2 separate regions of the Mus musculus genome follow, and region 2 is linked to region 1. Evidence: chromatin contacts called from public Hi-C data. All regions are on one chromosome and are shown on one strand. Each heading gives the region's core, a stretch centred on a gene start, on an enhancer-like site or on the middle of the called end of the contact. The rest is flanking DNA. Distances are from core to core; before and after follow the strand shown. Region 1 overlaps Bcas3 (breast carcinoma amplified sequence 3). Region 2 overlaps Bcas3 (breast carcinoma amplified sequence 3).

What was found. Hi-C and Micro-C count contacts between places; a contact is called where the count stands out from the background.
Region 2: a Hi-C map of liver shows a contact between it and region 1, with 2.9 times the contacts expected there. The contact joins two enhancer-like sites. A contact is called at or near these places in 4 of 39 promoter capture datasets (HPC-7-derived erythroid cells, cranial neural crest, frontonasal cranial neural crest and 1 more), 11 of 484 Hi-C or Micro-C datasets (the AML12 cell line, the HL-1 cell line, the N1E-115 cell line and 7 more), 4 of 115 datasets of contacts at active chromatin or transcription factors (craniofacial prominence, embryonic limb bud, fibro-adipogenic progenitors and 1 more) and 1 of 9 other capture datasets (embryonic stem cells).

Annotation. Positions count from the first base shown.
Region 1 is chr11:85,522,912-85,526,193 of GRCm38.p6, forward strand. All of the region lies in intron 15 of Bcas3 (breast carcinoma amplified sequence 3), which reads left to right. Among named protein-coding and RNA genes, the nearest start is that of Bcas3, 170 kb to the left of the region's middle. Within about 2 kb of position 1,455, at least 82 of the 459 cell types and tissues checked have an H3K27ac peak or open chromatin away from gene starts, as enhancers often do. A contact at or near this core is called in liver, where this site is marked.
Region 2 is chr11:85,614,013-85,617,294 of GRCm38.p6, forward strand. The region is part of intron 22 of Bcas3 (breast carcinoma amplified sequence 3); the gene reads left to right. Among named protein-coding and RNA genes, the nearest start is that of Bcas3os1, 100 kb to the right of the region's middle. Within about 2 kb of position 1,524, at least 11 of the 459 cell types and tissues checked have an H3K27ac peak or open chromatin away from gene starts, as enhancers often do. A contact at or near this core is called in liver, where this site is marked.

The DNA.
Region 1 (3,282 bases), core at 205-2,704:
ATTTTCTCTTTTGTGTTCTTTTCTCCCTCTGTGTACTAGAGCCATGTAGCCATCCCAGCTCCTTGGTACAACCCCCTGGCAGCCTTATTTCTCCCTACTTCTCCTCACCCCTCATTCTAGCCACAAACTGCCCTTTTAGAGTAAATTATACTTACTGTACATACAAGCTTTGTAATAGTGACTTTCTTTTTAAATTTTACTCTTATAAATCAGGCTCCTAAATCCAAAATTCATTTTAGCTTCCAGGAAGTACTTGTATTACACATTAAAATAGCATACAGTACTTTAAGAGTAAGGAACAGGTGAGGATATTCTGAGAATCAGGAGAGAACAGCTAGAGAATTAACTGTTGTGCTATTGACACAAGTATAATGTGTTATGTATAAATATATGTTCAAAACAGTCACATGATGGCAGACCACCAATTCTCTTGGAGGTATACTTTTAATTCTCCTTGACACTGGAGAACACCAGATGGTGAGTTCTGGACCATTCTGTGTGCTGTAGCAGAACATCACTAATAACTGTCTCCACCTGAAAAACATGGATTGTTTTCCTCCTCTGTACCCGTAGTGGTTACTGTGGTACCAGGAAGCTTTCTTAGAAAAAGCAACCAATGCTTTTGCTAGATTTCTGTTGCAATGTTTTGTCATCTGCTGCCTTCCCAAGGAGCAACAATCACAGCAATAAGAACTGCAGTTGGGATCATCCTTGGAGATTCTGCCTCTGTTTAAGTCCGCGCAGTTGTTTGGTAAAGCGTGTCCAGCCTCCATGTCCAGAGCTAATTTTCTTTCCTTCCATCTCCTGCTGAGATCCCAGGCCTGTGCAGCCTGGTCTGCGGGTCAGAAGGCACTGTCTCACACCAGGGCGCTGCTGTTTCCTTTTCCTACTGAGTAGATTGCAGAATATACTGGAACATGCCTGAGAAAAGGTCAGAAAGAAGGCTGAGAGTCCAGGAACTGCAGCTGGGAAGCTTGTCATCCTCATCTGTGAGGGAAAGGAGGCGGGCTAGGGGCCTGAGGGAGGGAGAGCAGAGCTGGAGGGAGGGAGGGAGGGACAGACACTCCCTTTCTGACCAAAAGCAACCCATATACTAGAAATTCCAGTTTGTACTGAGCACTTAAAAAAAATAAATATACATATATATGTTTTAAAGGATTTTATTTGATTTTGATTAAATAATAGTTGAGATTTAGTTGAGAATGCTTTAATGTTAAATTAGACCACAAGCAAGAGCTAAGCATGCTTTCTAGCTTTGCAGAGCTCAGCTATCCAGTGATTGTTTTAGGACAAGCTACCATTGTATTCTTTTTAACAGAGTCAAGAAGTCAACTTTTCAACTCCAGAATTAACTTAAAACTCTTTGGTAAATTTTGCTGCTTTATACCCGCCAAGTCCAGGGCCGGATAGTAAAAGCAGACCGGCAGTTTTGCTTTTGTGTGGGACGGACTGTGCGCATGCGCAGAGGCTCTGAGCGCTTCTTACCCAGCTTTCCTCTGGGACTGGGTAGACAGGAGGACGCTTGTACGCTGTCCTCAGAATAGCGAGAGTGTTGGGAGGAGGATGGAGATGAGGAAATATTGGGAGAAAGGATGTTTCTATAGGGTTGGGAGTGCCAGGAACCCGCGAGTTTGGGTTTGAGGGGTACCCTTGTTATTTTAATTTCCAAATACAATTTCCATTACTTGCAGCCAGGAGCTTGATGGGGTGAGAAGCAGAGCCCCTCAACTGTGGCAGATCCCTTTAGTCTGTGGAGATTGATGAAAACGGACTGGACTGAGGCATCTGGTTTGCTGAGACATGGATGGTGTCTGTCATAAGCCCTTTTAAATAGCCTGCCTGATGCCTGATGTGGGTTAGGGCCCTATGTCTAAGGAGCACAGGAAAACCCAGAAAACTGCAGACCTCCTAACTATGCTGTCCCATGGGCACGCTAATTTGCTCTTGTAAAGGAATCTTAACATCTCTATGCCTGTTTGTCCTCGGATCCCCAGTGACCTCCTAAGAGGCTCACCGGACACCCCATTGTTCGTTGTCTGTGTTCTTTCTCACAGCCCTCTTTCTTAAGGAGTCTTTCTAAGGCTCCCACTCATGACCACGTGTATCTCACGCTTCTGCTAACCTGGCACGGGTTTTCGGCTGTCTCCCACTCTGAGTTCCCCCTTGCAGGAGATTCCAGAGCTGTGACTGCTGCACATCATGCTTGGTGGTTTTCTTTTCCTTACTTCATGGTGTGATTGGGCAGCAAAGAGGATCAGGAGGAGCGATGGCCTCATTCATTTGTTCATTCGTTTCCTCTCACGTGTCCTGAAGAAGTCCATGCACAGAGTATGCTGATAGTAGCTCTAGCGTTCAGCAGAATGTGAAGTGCTCAGCACTTTCGGGGTCTTGCTTCCCTTAGAAATGTCTCGTGCTTGGCAGTTTGCCTCGTTCACATGTTCTCACTTCCCTGCATCCAGAAGCTGGGAATCCAGTCCTGGCAGCTTCTGCACAGAGGCTAAAGATAAAGCAGAAAGGAGCCAAGCTTCCTCCCACATTACCTGGGAGTTGCTGTTGATGGCTTTTCCACAAATGTCCGGGTTTGTCAAAGCCCAGTAAATCTTGGAAAGTTTATTTTCCTTGTAGCATCTGTGTTTTATAATGGGTCTTTTAATTTGTTTTTACTCTGTCTGCAGGGATTTCTTTTGTCCGGAGTTTTCAGACTCTTGGCTTTTTTTCCTTTCCTGTGGAAGTGAGTCCGTTAATGATGACTGGTTTGGGAATATGACGCTCTGCAAACCTGACCTGGGATGCCGCTCCTCCGGAGCAGCCACAAAGCACGCTGGTGCTTCCCCTCTGTCCATTTTCATCCTCAACGTAATCCATTTGCCTGTGAGCTTTGTAGTATAAAATGTTTGAGGAAATGCTGTGTGGTTCCTAGCCCCCCTCACCTGCGTCTGTGGGACCTTGTGTCCGTATGAAGCATAAGCCACGTCTTTCTGTGCAAGTGGCAGGAGCCAAGAAAGACCATGTGAGGTGGTTTCCTTTCCAGAGATAGAAATTTGTTTCAGATACGCTTAGTAAGGCAGTGCTGGAATCCTGAAGCTCATGATTCTATTTCACTTTCCACTGTAAGATCAGTGACAGTAAACACAACTGAAAACAGGTCAAACCGAAGAATCAGAGCTTTCAGCATGATGAGTTTTTTTTTTTTTCCTTTCAATTCAGATTTTTAAATGATGTCCTGTTTTGCCATAGAATTTCTGCTTTAATTTGTCAAGAAACCATCTTATTGGAATTTGG
Region 2 (3,282 bases), core at 274-2,773, 91 kb after region 1:
ATGATACCATATCATGTCCTAATGATGAGCAACACAGTGTATGCAGAGCCCTGTGGGATACAGTGGAACTTCAGTTTCACAGGGATTCCAAGGCCCATTTGTCTGAATTTCCCAGAGATGGAAATGAACAAGTTACCATAGTACAGAGTAGACTGATCCCTAATCTGAAATCTACCACTCAATACATTGGGGTATTGGAATATTTAGGAGGTTTTGATTAGGAATATTTAATTAATTAAGCCTGCATATATATTCTAGAATGCAAGATACTCTGACCCTGAGCAGTTTAGATGAGGTCTGTTAAGGCTGGTATGGTATGAAACCCATGTTCAGTACTTAAGTGTCCCTCCCTTCTTCCTTCCCTCCCTCCCTCCCTTCCTCCTTCCCTCCCTTCCTCCCTCCCCTCCCTCCTGCCCCCCTCCCGTCTCCCTTCCTTTTTCTTATTGCTTTATTGTTGAAGAAAGGAGACAAAATGAGAATTGTATTGATAATTGCACATTCACACACAACCTCTGCTATCCAAAAAGGACAAGCCAAGAAGCACACTCCTGAACACTGTGCAGGGGACGCCCTTCTATTCGGTACCCCTCTGAAGGAGGAACCTGCAGCGCATTTGTGTGGCATAGTGGAAGACACTCCTCAGAGAAACACCACAATTCCCCCTGAGCTTGGAAAAAGTGATTAAAGAATTCGAACGTAATTACCTCAAGTTTGGCTTTTCTTTTAAAGGACCCATTCATCTTAGAGATTCCCTGATAATCTAAGTCTGACAGCTGAATCCGTTTTTTTTTTTTTTTTTTTTTTTTTTTGGGAAGCCTTCCACCAGTAGAAGTGTGAGCAAGGATAAGCGCATAGAAGCAGTCCTACAGGAGGCCTGAGTGGAGTCAGCTTTGGCTTCTCTCAGGTTCTGTGCATGATTCAGAAGCAGGAGGTGATTTTAGTGGGTGTGCAGAGTCTCCTTTAGGTCCAGGCTTGACTTGGTGATACACAAGGTAGTGAAGTGCAGAGTGTGTGGGGCACCAGGAGGCATTCAGACAAATCACACTGCCTCTGTCGCTGCTTACAACTATGCAGTTGTATTTCAGAGACAGAGAAGTGATGGACAGATCTTCAGCTCTTCTCTGTTCTGAGTCCCTGAATGGCCATAGAAAGTTCCCAGCACTTGAAGAAAGGATGTAGGAAAAGAGCAAGCCAGCGAGTGTGCAGGGTGTGCAGCAGAATCTCTTGGCTTCTTTGTGTTGCCTGTGCACCATCATGTCCGACATCTGGAAGGCGACGGCATGTCTGCCGTCTCCTCCAGCATGGTTGTGCGTCTGCATCATTGTTCTAGCTGGTACATTTCTTTTCGTTTTTTTTCCCGGGGGGTGGGGGGAAAAGGGCAACTTTTGGTCTGTCACAGGGTCAAGTGATGATTAGTGGTTCCATCTCCCCTAAACACGTGACTTGCCCAGGAAAGCTAAGTCAGTTTCCAAAAATTTGGTAACCATTAGAGTGCTTCCTAAGTCACTTCCGGATGTCAGGCCCAAGGTGGAGAGGGGACGGGCTGTGCTGAGTGCTTGCCAGTTCTGCACCGAGGGGATTTGGTTTGGCAGCTGATTGAGCCAAGGAAACACTCCTGCAAGTGCGGGGCTAGACAGGAAGCACTTTTGAAAGTGCTGTTTTGATAGAGGATCATGAGATCAGGCGACTAGCTGTGAACTTTCCACATTGCCTAGGCCTTGCAGCACTGTGCTGGGGACCCGAGGGGAGAGGGAAGGAAAGGAAATCAAAGGAGCTAAAGGCCTAGGAAATTTTCTGGGGAGCCTCAAAAATTACAAATTTCTTTGAAGTAGAGGACCTTACTAGATGATTCATTTCTTGTTTGCTGTTCAACATTCCAAGGCCACCGTTCACCTTTCCTTCCATTCTTAACAAGGTTGTTAACCTAGAAAACCAGTACAAGCCCCGTCCTTTCTGACCACCTTTCTACAGCTCTCGGAAGATCACTCTTCCAAGGGAAGCAGCACATTGAACAAAGGTTGTACTTTCGTAAGATAGACATTTTATAATGATCAATTTTGACAACTTGGCCTGGCCGCCATGTGTCTCCCAGCCCTGTCGGTGGGTGGGTATTTGTCAAGAATGAGAATATGTCGGAGTCAGGCTGCTTTATAGCGGCCAGATTGGAGTTTCAGCTTCTAGGATTTTCGACATCGCTGACGCCCTCTGGCAGCATAGAGGGGCTGTGCTGTCCTTAGGGATCCTGTTGGAGAAGAGCTTCCTGCCCACGGTTTTGTCACCCACAGACTTTTTAAAAATTATTATTATTTTTTAATGTCTCTCCTTGGAAATGACTCTTTGATTCGTCCAAATCTTTCAGAAGTCTGCAGGAGTCAGACCTAGCTGTTGCTCACAGCCAACGTTTCAGTTGTGTAAGGCAGTGTTGCAGACTGAAAATGAGAAGGAAAATCCCCTTCTGTTGGCAGGGGGATGTGCAGCTCTGCTTAGACCAGCAGCGCCTCTTGCTTTGTTACTTTTGTTCATAAGAGGTACTGCCGTATCCCACGGCCTCATCACCCACACTGCGGCTGCCCTTCTGTAGACAGCTGGTATTTCCCTCATGGAGTGTATGTTAGTGCTGGCCCATGGGATCTGCAAGATATAGCCACATACTTTGGAGATAGCTGAAAGACCGCCTTCACCTTTACCAAGTTTCTATGCCTGTTTTTAGATCACTGTGACACCTCAGTGTAAAGCTCACTCAATTGCTTATCAGGACTTAATCATCATCACACAAGTATTTGAATTCTGTCTCCCAGGGCTCCTAAAAAAAACCCAGCAAACAAAATGTCTTCCCAGTTAATTATGGGAAACTATTCACTACAATTTCCTTGTCATTTTAACTCTCTTATATCCAAAAGAATAATCAATACAACCCTTAGACCCCATTCATCAGAATACCACACAACTGATTCTTAATTACTTGTTGCCTGGAGCACTGTATCCAGACTGGTCCCAAGGCCATTAGTCATTGTAACCCTGCCACTTTCTCCAGTACAGCCCCCCAAAAACCCTAGCCATAGTGTAGATTTTTTCCATCTCACTTCTGCCCTCGAGGACCTTTGCTTGTCTGCTATTTTACAACCTGACATGTTTGGAGTGGGGATGTAGATGGTGCTTGCTTTACACCCGTCCCAGCATCCTAAGATCTTGGCAGAGTTTTTCATCCCAGAATCACAACAGGTGATAGTTTCAGTTCCAAAGAGGAAAATGGGGGCTGTTTTTTTAAATATAGATTAGAAG